Linked DNA regions of Sus scrofa: region 2 is linked to region 1. Evidence: chromatin contacts called from public HiChIP or PLAC-seq data. All regions are on one chromosome and are shown on one strand. The core of a region is the stretch at or near the end of the contact, and the rest is flanking DNA. Distances in the headings are between cores, read along the strand shown.

Region 1 (5,584 bases), core at 1,163-3,662:
TTTTTTCATTTTTCCGACAGTGTTTGCTTACTTTATGTCTCTGCATCACATTTTGGTAATTCCTGTACCACTTAAAACTTTCTCATTATGATTATACTTATTATGGTGATCTCTGGTCAGTGATTCTATGTTACTATTGCAAAAAGATATGACTTGCAAAATAGCATTTTTTAGTAATCAAGTATTTTTTAAATTAAATTATGTACACTTTAAAAGACAGAATGCTATTGCATGCTTAATAGACTACAGTATAGTGTAAACCTAACTTTTATATACCTGGGGAACCAAAAAATTCATGTAACCAGCTTAGTTGTGATATTCTCTATTGTGGTGGTCTGGAACTGAACCTGTGATATCTCTGAGGTGTACCTCTACTAGTAATGACTGAATGGTGCACACTCAGTTGTTTGAGAGTGTTCTTGGCCATGCCTGCAGCATTCACAAGTTCCCAGGCCAGGGACTAAACCTGTACCCAGTAGCAACCCAAGCCACTGCAGTGACAACACCAGATCCTTAACCCTCTGTGCCACAAGGGAACTCCTAGACTTTATATCTGGTCTACTTTATGCCAACGCAGTTTACAAACATTAGCTTGCTCATTGCAACAACCCTTCAAGGTGGCCGTTAATTTTCTTTATTTTCAGATAGAGAAATTATGTGCAGAAAGGTACATAGCTGACCTAAGTCAACTGGCTAATCTTACCCTCTGGGATTCCAACTTGATTCTAAGTTTCACTTCTCCTCGCCGCCGCCCCACGGACATAGTGATCACACTGAACAAGCAGCATGTCAAACACTGAGCTAGACTGATACGTGTTGAAAAAAGTTTTTTACATTGTGGTAAAAAACACATAATCACACATCTATAAGTACACTGCTCAGTAGTGGTAACATTTTCACATTGTTGCATAACATCTCTAGAACCTTATCTTGCAAAATTGAAACTCTATCTCATTTTCCTGTCCTCAGATTCCCAGACAATCACCTTTCTACTGCTGTTTCTATGATTTTGTCCACTCTAAATACCTCATCTATTGGAATCATCCAGTATTTGTGCTTTTGTGACTGGCTTCTTTCACTCGGCATAATGTCTTCAAGACTCATTCATGTTGTAGAATGTGACAGGATTTCCTTGTAAGGTTGACTAATATTGTGCTGTATGTATATCCCACATCGTCTTTATCCATTTATCTGTCTGGATATTTGGGCCGCTTCCACCTCTTGGCTACTGTGAACAATGCTGCAATAAATATGGTTGTGCAAGCTTGGCTTCAAGATACTTTCAGTGCTTTGGGGTGTATACCCTCAAGGAAAGTTGATGGAAAATATGCTAGTTCTAGTTTGTTTTTTGAGGAACCTCCAGACTGTTTTTCATAGTGGTTGTTGCATTTCACATTCCTACCAGCAGTGGGCAAAGGGAGACCAATTTGTTTTTAAATAGAACAACTGCCAGCCTTCGTCTCAAACTGGCCCAAGAGCTCTGCCTGCAGTATCAAGAGCGATTACATGCTTAAAATTTTAACTCGACTAAAACTCTAGACCTAGGCCTTAGTCTCTATAATGAAAGCCAGGAATGATTTAAACGTCTGTTAAAGACTTCTAAATATGGGTCATTATCCCATTTTAAGAGACATAAACTGAGCAGCCCTTTTTGAAAAGACTACAGAAATGAAATAAAGAGAAAGCCAGGACTGAACCAGCAATAAAGGTATCAGGAGAATTATTCCCGCTTCCTGAAAAGAAGTGTAAACACGTTCATGAGTTGTACCCTTACCCTTGTTTTGGCATCGATTTTAGCTCCTCGATCAAGTAATAGTTTCACCATATTGGCATTTCCTCTTTTTGATGCAACATGTAAAGGAGTGATGTCATTCTGTGGAAGAACAAAAAAAAAAAAAGCACAGTTTTATTATCTCTCTCTCTCTCTTTTTTTTCTTTCAGCCAGGTTCACAGAATGCAGAAGTTCCCAGTCCAGGGATCGAACCCTAGCCGCCGCAGTGACCTGAACCACAGCAATGACAATGCAGGTCCTTAAGCTGCTGAGCCACCAGGGAACTCAGTTTTATTATCTTGAGTTCAACAGAAACACTGCTTCATAAAACTTCCCCAACACGTTCTCAGGCTTTTTTTTTTTTTTTTTTTTTTTTTTTTTTTTTTTTTTTAATCCATTGTGAACAGAATGTTTCCCAGCATGTCTCTGTGTTAGGACTTTCACTCAGGAGGAGATCCAAAAGAAGGATGAATGTTAAGGGATACACTCTGTGGGGTAGGATCCAATTTTATTTCACTTGACTGATGGACGAAATGGTGATTGTTTTTGTCCTAACATTCTGTGCCTTTAAGTCACTGCGTTTCCCTATAAATGTGTCTAATGCACTCTGGCTACTGCGTGGTTGCCTAAGTGGCCGATGAGTCAGCTGAGACTTGGTGAAAGGAGTGTCATGTTACTCAGAGCCTGCTCTGGGTCATCTGAGTATAAGCTGTCACAGAGATTCAAGAGTAACTCAAACTGGGCAATTTGTCACTGCTCTACATGGTCACAGGGCTTCCCATGCATGCTGGGCTAAAATATGTTCACAGGCATTTATTAGCATCTCACAAAAAATGACTGTGATGATTTTTTTTTTCCAACTACTTCTGAGGAACAGACATACTGTCAGGACAATCTGATACTCCAATCATGGTCCCTTCAACACCATCCTTTTTTTCCTCCAAGTATCTTACAGGTGCTGTGATTCTTTCCAGGCTGTGAAGAAAATATATGTATAGAATGAAAACATTCTCTATTTTGCATCCTTATTCTTTTTTTTTTTTTTTTTTGGTAATGTAGTAGAAGTGGATTGCTTTAAACATTAATTTTTCAGTATAGCAGAAAAAGGAAGCTAAACCACTAGCCAAAGAGAACATCTATCTGCTCCTAAAGAATCAAGAACCTGATTCAATGTTTAGAAACACACATACTTAAATTTTGGTTGAATTGATCAATTTCAATGTGTCATCTGGTTTGAAACCCAAAATGTGAGACGTAAGGAGATATTAACATATTATGGGTCGTGAAGACCTCAGTTACACGGTCCTTCCAAACTCAGGAGATGTTGGGCATCCTTCTGCCAAAACAATAGCTCCCTATTCTTGTGTAGTAACAATATGAGTTTAAGGCTTGCAGTTCACAAAAGTCAATTACATGATAAATGAACAACACTTATAAGGGGTTACATTTTTGTCATGTGACAGCAAATACAACATAAAAGCTATCAAGTTTTGGAGTTCCTGTTGTGGTTCAGTGGATTAAGAACTCAACATAGTCTCTGTGAGGACACAGGTTCAATCCCTGGTCTTGCTCAGTGGGTTTAGGATCTGGCATTGCTGTAAGCTGCAGTGTAGGTTGCAGATGTGGCTTGGATCCCCCATTGCTGTGGCTGTGGTGTAGGCCTCAGCTGCCATTCAGATTTAGTCCCCAGCCCAGGAACTTCCATATGCCACAGGAGCAGCTGTTAAAAAAATAATAATAATAATAAACTGGGTAATTTATTATGTAAAGTTTGCTACATTCTGGATTTGGCTGATTGCACCCTCATGGAGTGTTAGCACATTCTTTTCGTATTTTCTATAAACTTTTCTACTTAGATACTTTTAGTAGTGACTACATTACCACATTCTTGCATCTGAACAACTTTTGTCTCATTATTCTTGGGTGCCAAAGTACAACTCAGTTCAATAATAGTTTATTAAGCGAAAGGAGAAAAAGATCCAAGCAAAACAAATGTGTGTTAGTGAGGCTGGTGGCGAGTAGACAGGACTAAATAGCTCTAGACCAACCGGTATGCATACTTTTTCTGCCATGAGGATGCAATCAGCCAAATTCAGATATCAAACATTTCTGGCTTTTCAGGCTGCACAATCTCCATTGCAATTCACCAGCACTGCCTTGATAAAGCAGCCTCACACAATATGCACAGAAATGGGAGTGGTTGGGAGTTCCCACTGTGGCACAGTGGGTTAAGAATTCAACTGCAGTGGCTAGTGTTGCTGCAGAGGTGTGGGTTTGATCCCTGGCCTGGTGCAGTAGGTTAAAGGATCTGGCATTGCCATAGCTGTGGCATAGGTTGCAGCTGTGGCTCAGACTCAATCCCTGGCCCAGGAACTTCCATATGCTGCAGGTATGACCATTAAAAAAAAAAAAAAAAAAAAAAAAAAAAAAGAAAGAAAAAGAAGAAAAGAAACAGAAGAAACAGGAGTGGTGGTGTTCCAGTAAAACTATTTACAGAAACGGCTGGTGTGCTGGATTTGGTGAGTAAGCAATAGTTGATTGACCTCCACTTCAGACCCATTGGCTTGTGGCTGAAGGTTTCAACCATGTGCTACAGATTATAGAAGAGGAAATCAAATTATAGGCTGTGCATTGTGTATGCTTTGGCCTACTTTGGTGTGGACACTTTGGGGTGTAAAGGAAAGCTGGAGGAAAGAAACTTCCTGATGACTTTTTGACTGTCTAGCTTGCCTCTTTGTCTGAGTGCAAGTGTATAACTGACCCAAACAGCACCACGGATGAATTCTAGACCTGAGGCAGATGGAGCGTCAGGATAGGCCTAGAGGAAAGGTGGTCTAACAGGAGAGCTTTCTTGAGCTCAGGGTCCTATATGGCATGGAGACCTCATTACTCCCCAACGTGTCAGGGCTGACATGCTATTTCCCTTTAAAAATGTGCCTTTGCCCTGGTGTAGAAGAACTTAATTAACCTTTATCACAAGTGGGATAATTTTAGTGAGAGGAAGAGCTCTCTTTCTAATTGTGGCCTCTTCCATATTCATGTGCTCTCATACGGTGATGCGAGGATGTCAAAAGGGTGTCTTGAAATTTGAACTCCCACGTTTTTCTACACTTCTCTGACCCCTTCTAGAGGGATACTTTCTATTTCTAGAGTGCTTTAGAAAATGCTGTACGTTACTTACATAATTTCATTTTACCTTCACAACAATCTGCTGAAATAAGATCCATAACTTTTTTTTTTTGTCTTTTTTAAGCTATTTCTTGGGCCTCTCCCGCGGCATATGGAGGTTCCCAGGCTAGGGGTCGAATCGGAGCTGTAGCCACCGGCCTACGCCAGAGCTCACAGCAACGTGGGATCCGAGCTGTGTCTGCAACCTACACCACAGCTCACGGCAATGCCGGATCGTTAACCCACTGAGCAAGGGCAGGGACAGAACCCGCAACCTCATGGTTCCTAGTCGGATTTGTTAACCACTGTGCCACGACGGAAACTCCAAGATCCATATCATTAATCCCATGTGAGTGATAAATAAACTGAGGAACAGACCTGGTAAGTAATTTGTGTATTAATAAGAGACAGCTAATTAGAGACAGAATTAGCAGCAGAATTCAGTTTTCTAGATGCTCGGAGTGGGGAGGGGGTGTGTGTGGTATTTTCAGGCAGGGATCAGAAAGGCTCTGCCTGAAGACTATTGCGTCTTATCTCTGTCAAAAGGGGCTGAACAGGTAGTGACTGCTTCCGTCAATTAAGAACAAGTTAGGAGTTCCCGTCATGGCGCAGTGGTTAACGAAACCGACTAGGAACCATGAAGTG
Region 2 (5,584 bases), core at 1,056-3,555, 81 kb after region 1:
ATCTCTAAATAATAATCTAGAAACCACAAGCCAAACAGAGGTAGCAAGAGGTATTAATGATCATTTGTGAAAATGTAATTACTGTACCCTCTTTGCAGGATTTTATCCATAGTTCAGCTCATGCAGATGAATTGTTCAGTCTTCCATTCAAGTCAGAGTTGAAACCAGAAGATGAATAATTCTTATTCACTGTCCAACTAAACCCAGGACAGCAATAGTACATGCTACTCCATTGTGACGGGACTTCTGTGTGATCTGTATCGGGTCAGTAGCCTTACAGAGTAACTGCTTAGGGCAGGATAATTTCAAATTCAGCCTGTCATTTTATTACACGTTTTTTAAACAGCAGGCCCACCAAAACAGAAAACGTTGCACATATGGGCTGGGATCAAATGCTTTCAGTATTTAGTTGATATATTCTGACATGAGGCAGAAACAAGATTGTCTGCTTTTATTCAACTTTTCCTTGTGGACCTCAGATTTTTTTTAGATTAACTTATTAATTCATAAGAGGCCAAAGTTTTTTCAGGTACATTCTTTATGATCTGTTATATCTACACTTGGCTCAAAACTCCCAGCAATTAGTATTCTCAAAACCAAGTCTCATTAAGTAATCAGCAAATGTCATTATGATTATATAGAAAGTTTTTAGTTCTACAACTAATTGAACAGAATGCATATCCAACATTCAACCTTCAAAATAGCTCATAATTTCTGAAGGGTAAGTTGATTATTTTGGGAGTGATATAACATGATTTTTAGAACTCACCTGCCAATATGCTTTATTACCAGTAAATTACAATGGATGCCTGGAATTCATGAACAACATCTATATCTTTAGTATATCGTCAATGTTGAATCTATAAAGGTCTTTCTTGGAGGCACACAGAATGTTTACAAAGTTTTACTCAGACTAAAATCTCATAAATGTCTACTCTAGAATATAGCAACATTCCATAAAAGTCATAAAAGAATATTCTCTGCTAAAAGATTAAACTACCTCTAGGAATACCAAGGTTAAAACTGAATCCACTTCTTGGTAGAGGGTAACATGAGAAAAAGAACATACATATATATACGTGTGACTGGGTCACTTACTGTACAGCAGAATTTGACGGAACATTGTAAATCAACAATAATAAAAAAATAAAACCAAAAACAAAAACTGAATCCACTTCAAATGAGGTTCAAAGTTGTGAGAGTATTCTCCAAATTGCTTTTTGTGGCACTGAGAAATGACAGTTCTTTTCTCAAAACCATTAACATGTCTGCCTACCTAAGGTTAGATCTAGCACAATGCACTCATTTTTATTATATCTTCTTCTAGTCATTATGATCATTTTATACAAAATGCTCATCTTATGCTCAGAATTTAATATATTGTATGAAAAGCAAATATTTCTCCCCTCTATTCACAGTACATGCATGTTCTTGTAGTTACATAAAGTGATACTAACTGAAGAGATACAGGTAGAAACAAGAGAGCACATGAAATCTTGAAGTCTGCCATAATCTAAACAGTTTTTTGTGAATCCCTAAGAATCAAAGACATCAAAATTTTATAAACATACACCAAATTATTAACCCCTTTCTCCATACAGCATCCCTTAAGGGAAAATGGCTTACTATGTGAATTATTTAAAATTAAGAAGATAATGTATTTATATCTATGTGCAATTCTATGAAAACAAAAATAAAATTACATTTTCCACCCCCAGTTACATCCTCCGTCTACCATTTACATGAGTTTCAAAACCAAATTTTAACTCTATAATGTTTTCTCCTTCAACTGTAAAAGTCCATCCCCCCCTTGTAATTAATACAGAAAAGACTGAGTTTTAAAGCTCTCAGATTTCTCTTAGAAAAGGGTGAAAATGTAAACCTTCTTACATTCTTGGGTCTGCTAGGCCCTTCCGGCACCCCTAATCACCCACCATCTTTTTTTTATCTCAATAAGCATCCTCTTAAGACTGACCTGAGCTGAGCATACCCCAAATTACATCAGAGGCAAAACGTACCTAGAATCCAGATCAGAGCAAAACAGAAAGAAAGACAGCCCACTGTCCTACACACAGGGAACTCAGGCAGTCCCTAGTGCAGACTGACTGGCTTCTTTCCTTCTGGCAACAAACATTTTGTAAAAGGCACCCCTATTCAGGCTCAAACGGAACTTCCATAAGGAACATGCATTTCATTCGGAAACTGTAGATGCTTACTTGTTCTGGGGAGCCCTCTCCCTCTTCCACTGCCATTCTCTGTGGCCAAGTAGGAAACCTGATAACTCAGTTAGTTAACACTTTGGACAGAGCACCAGGTCTAAAAATATCCACCTTGGGAAACATAAAGGTTTCCCCAACCTCCCAGTAAGGAGGCCAGAGCTGGTCAGAATTTTCTTGACTCTTGGGGTGAGGGGTGAGCGGAGGCACACGGAGTCCGGACGGTGCCTTGGTCCTTACAAATACAGTTGTGCCTCCCAGAATTCCCCACAGAATGACCATATTTGTGGCTTCCAATCAAGCTGCGTGTATTGAGCCATGATGGGGGGATGCCAAAAATAGCAGGGCTATCAGTCGGGAGTGTACCCTGGCTGCTGGGAATCACTCGTGAAACCAGCTTTTGTCATTCTGCTTATCAGCACTTTCCTCATATGCAGGCTCCTCTGACATTCCTTCTGGAGACAATAATACCATTTTCTCCTGTCTCTGGGACCCAGTGAGTCCTGCCTTGGGCTTTTAAAACTTTTAATGTCTTTATTACCTTTATTATTGAATATATGTCTGAGTGTGTGCATGCATTTGTGTGCCTGTGTGCACACATGTGCGCCTGCATGCGCGCGCGCACACACACACACACACACAAAGAGGAAGCATACTGTACTGACAAGGAGAATTCTCTTAAGAACCTAATGTCCTTCTTTCTGAGGACAAATAAAATTGCTCATCTTTTTAAAAATACAGCACTAGGATTTCACGCTGCGGCATGGGCTCAATCCCCAGCTGAGGTCAGTGAGTTAAAAGATGCCACCTTGCTGCAGCTGTTGCTTGGATTGAGTCTGGGAACGTCCATATACCTTGGGTGTGGCCATAAAGAAAAATACAGCATGATACATTTATGATTTATTTAAACAAGTTCTAATCAATAGGTTTCTCAACCCTGTAAGGCTTGAAGGAAAAGGTCCCTAGTCAACTGCATTCAATTTTGCAAAGGCAGTGTGCAAGTCCCTTCATTCACTGCCTATTTAGAGAGTGTCTACTAAGTGTCAGACACTCCTTTAGGTGCTGTGGTGGGTGGGCAGAGAAAGATAATGAACAAAACAGAAAAGATCTCTGTTTTATTGAAGCTTACATACCAGCACGGGTGGGGCTGACAGACTCTAAGCCATAAACTTAATAAATAAGTTTTTGAATATGGTCAATAGGATAAGCACCAAGGAAAAAAGGAGTAAAAAAGGGGGATCATAAGTATGTGTTTATTTTATTTTACATTATCTTTTGTCTTTTTAGGGCCTCACCCGCAGTGTATGGAAGTTCCCAGGCTAGGGGTTGAATCGGAGCTGTAGCTGCCAGCCTATGCCACAGTCACAGCAAAACGGGATCCAAGTGGCATCTGTGACCTACACCACAGCTCACGGCAATGCTGAATCCTTTAACACTCTGAGCAAGGCCAGGGATCTAACCCATGTCCTCATGGATACTAGTCAAGTTCATTACTCCTGAGCCACAGTGGGAACTTCCTGTAATTATACATTTAGTGAGTGCGTATGTAAGCTTAATATTAATAGTAATGATAAAATAAGAGTTCCCATCATGGCTCAGTGGTTAATGAACCTGACTAGTATCCATGAGGATACGGGTTTGATCCCTGGCCTTGCTCAGTGGGTTAAAGAACCAGTGTTGCCATGAGCTGTGGTATAGGTCACAGATGTGGCTCAGATCTCTCATTGCTGTGGTGTAGGCCCGCAGCTACAGCTCTGACTTGACCCCCTAGCCTGGGAACTTCCATATGCCGCAGGTGTGGCCCTAAAAAGACAAAAATAAAATAGTAATGATAAAATAATATTAATATAATATTATTAATTAATGATAATATTATTTAAAATCCAGGGTAGGATTTTAAATTAATAGTAAAATTACTACTATAATTATACTATATAATATTTTTTAATTTTTTTTGTCTTTTTGCCATTTCTTGGACCGCTCCTGCAGCATATGGAGGTTCCCAGGCTAGGGGTCTAATCGGAGCTGTAGCTGCCAGCCTACGCCAGAGCCACAGCAACGCGGGATCTGAGCGGCATCTGCAACCTACACCACAGCTCACGGCAACGCTGGATCCTTAACCCACTGAGCAAGAGCAGAGATTGAACCTGCAACCTCATGGTTCCTAGTCGGATTCATTAACCACTGCGCCACGACGGGAACTCCTATATAATATTTTTAAAGAACATTTTATTGGAGTATAGTTGATTTACAGTGCTGTGTTAGTTTCAGGTGTACAGCAACACTGTATAATATAATGCCCACATGAAATTGCCATTTTTGGAGGTCGAGTCCTTAGGCATACCAGAAATTCCTATGCTTAATTTAATCATAATATAATCATAGCCATCATCATTATTATTTAACAGTTATTAAGTACTCTGCAGGCTAGGCACTGTATTAATTTCTTATGTATGTTCTTTAAGTGCTCATTGCTACACTGTGAAGCAGTATTTCTCACTACAGTTGTGAAAGAGAAACTAAAGTTCAGAGACATCAGGTAACTTGCCAAAAACACCAGCTAGAAGGCAGCCGGGACCAATTCTAAAGTGATTCTAAACGGAAGGTCACATACTGATAGCAAACGGCAAATGCATATTTTCTTGGATTCTGTGTTGTAATAAAATATTTTCAGTTGTCAACACTTACACACTGAGAGATTTCAAATCAAAATCTAGCGTTTCTGTCTAAAACAAAACAAAAAAAGCAAGGATCTGGCAAGTCTGAACCCACGTTTCTGCTGGGCTATGCACGCCTTTATCTGTTGAGTGACAGCTTCCCGCCTCTGCCCTCAGAACTCCCTGCAGTCTGACCTCCTCTTTTCTTCATTCCTTGACTTTATTTATTTATTTATTTTGTCTTTTTGTCTTTTCTAGGGCCGTACCTGTGGCATATGGAGGTTCCCAGGCTAGGGGTTGAATCAGAGCTGTAGCCGCCAACCTACACCACGGCCACAGCAACGCAGGATCCGAGCCGCGTCTGTAACCTACACCACAGCTCACAGCAACGCCAGATCCTTAACCCGTGGGACCAGGGATCGAACCCGCAACCTCATGTTTCATAGTTGGATTCGTTAACCATGGAGCCATGACGAGAACTCCATTGCTTAACTTTAGATGCCTGCTGCCCAGAGGTATTTGAAGCTGGGCCTCTATTCAAAAACCTGTGCTTCTGACTATAGCACTGGTGATTCCTATGGGAGTATGGCACCCCAGGAGGACACATGACCGCCAGGAGGACACATGACCGCCAGGAGGGGGGTGACACTCTGGGAGCATCAGGCATGGCTGTGAAAGGCCTGGGGGAGTCTGCTGGCTGTACAGCTCTGT

Evidence for each region. HiChIP or PLAC-seq counts read pairs in DNA pulled down with a chosen protein or histone mark.
Region 2: a contact with region 1 is called in an H3K27ac HiChIP or PLAC-seq map of skeletal muscle. The contact joins two enhancer-like sites. A contact is called at or near these places in 3 of 47 Hi-C or Micro-C datasets (fetal heart ventricle, heart right ventricle and skeletal muscle) and 1 of 2 datasets of contacts at active chromatin or transcription factors (skeletal muscle).

What each region holds. Positions count from the first base shown.
Region 1 is chr14:63,623,434-63,629,017 of Sscrofa11.1, forward strand. It overlaps ANK3 (ankyrin-3), which reads right to left. Exons shown (of 47, transcript XM_005671012.3): 8 at 1,775-1,873. Among named protein-coding and RNA genes, the nearest start is that of ANK3, 180 kb to the right of the region's middle. Within about 2 kb of position 2,413, at least 25 of the 83 cell types and tissues checked have an H3K27ac peak or open chromatin away from gene starts, as enhancers often do. A contact at or near this core is called in skeletal muscle, where this site is marked.
Region 2 is chr14:63,704,491-63,710,074 of Sscrofa11.1, forward strand. All of the region lies in intron 1 of ANK3 (ankyrin-3), which reads right to left. Among named protein-coding and RNA genes, the nearest start is that of ANK3, 100 kb to the right of the region's middle. Within about 2 kb of position 2,306, at least 8 of the 83 cell types and tissues checked have an H3K27ac peak or open chromatin away from gene starts, as enhancers often do. A contact at or near this core is called in skeletal muscle, where this site is marked.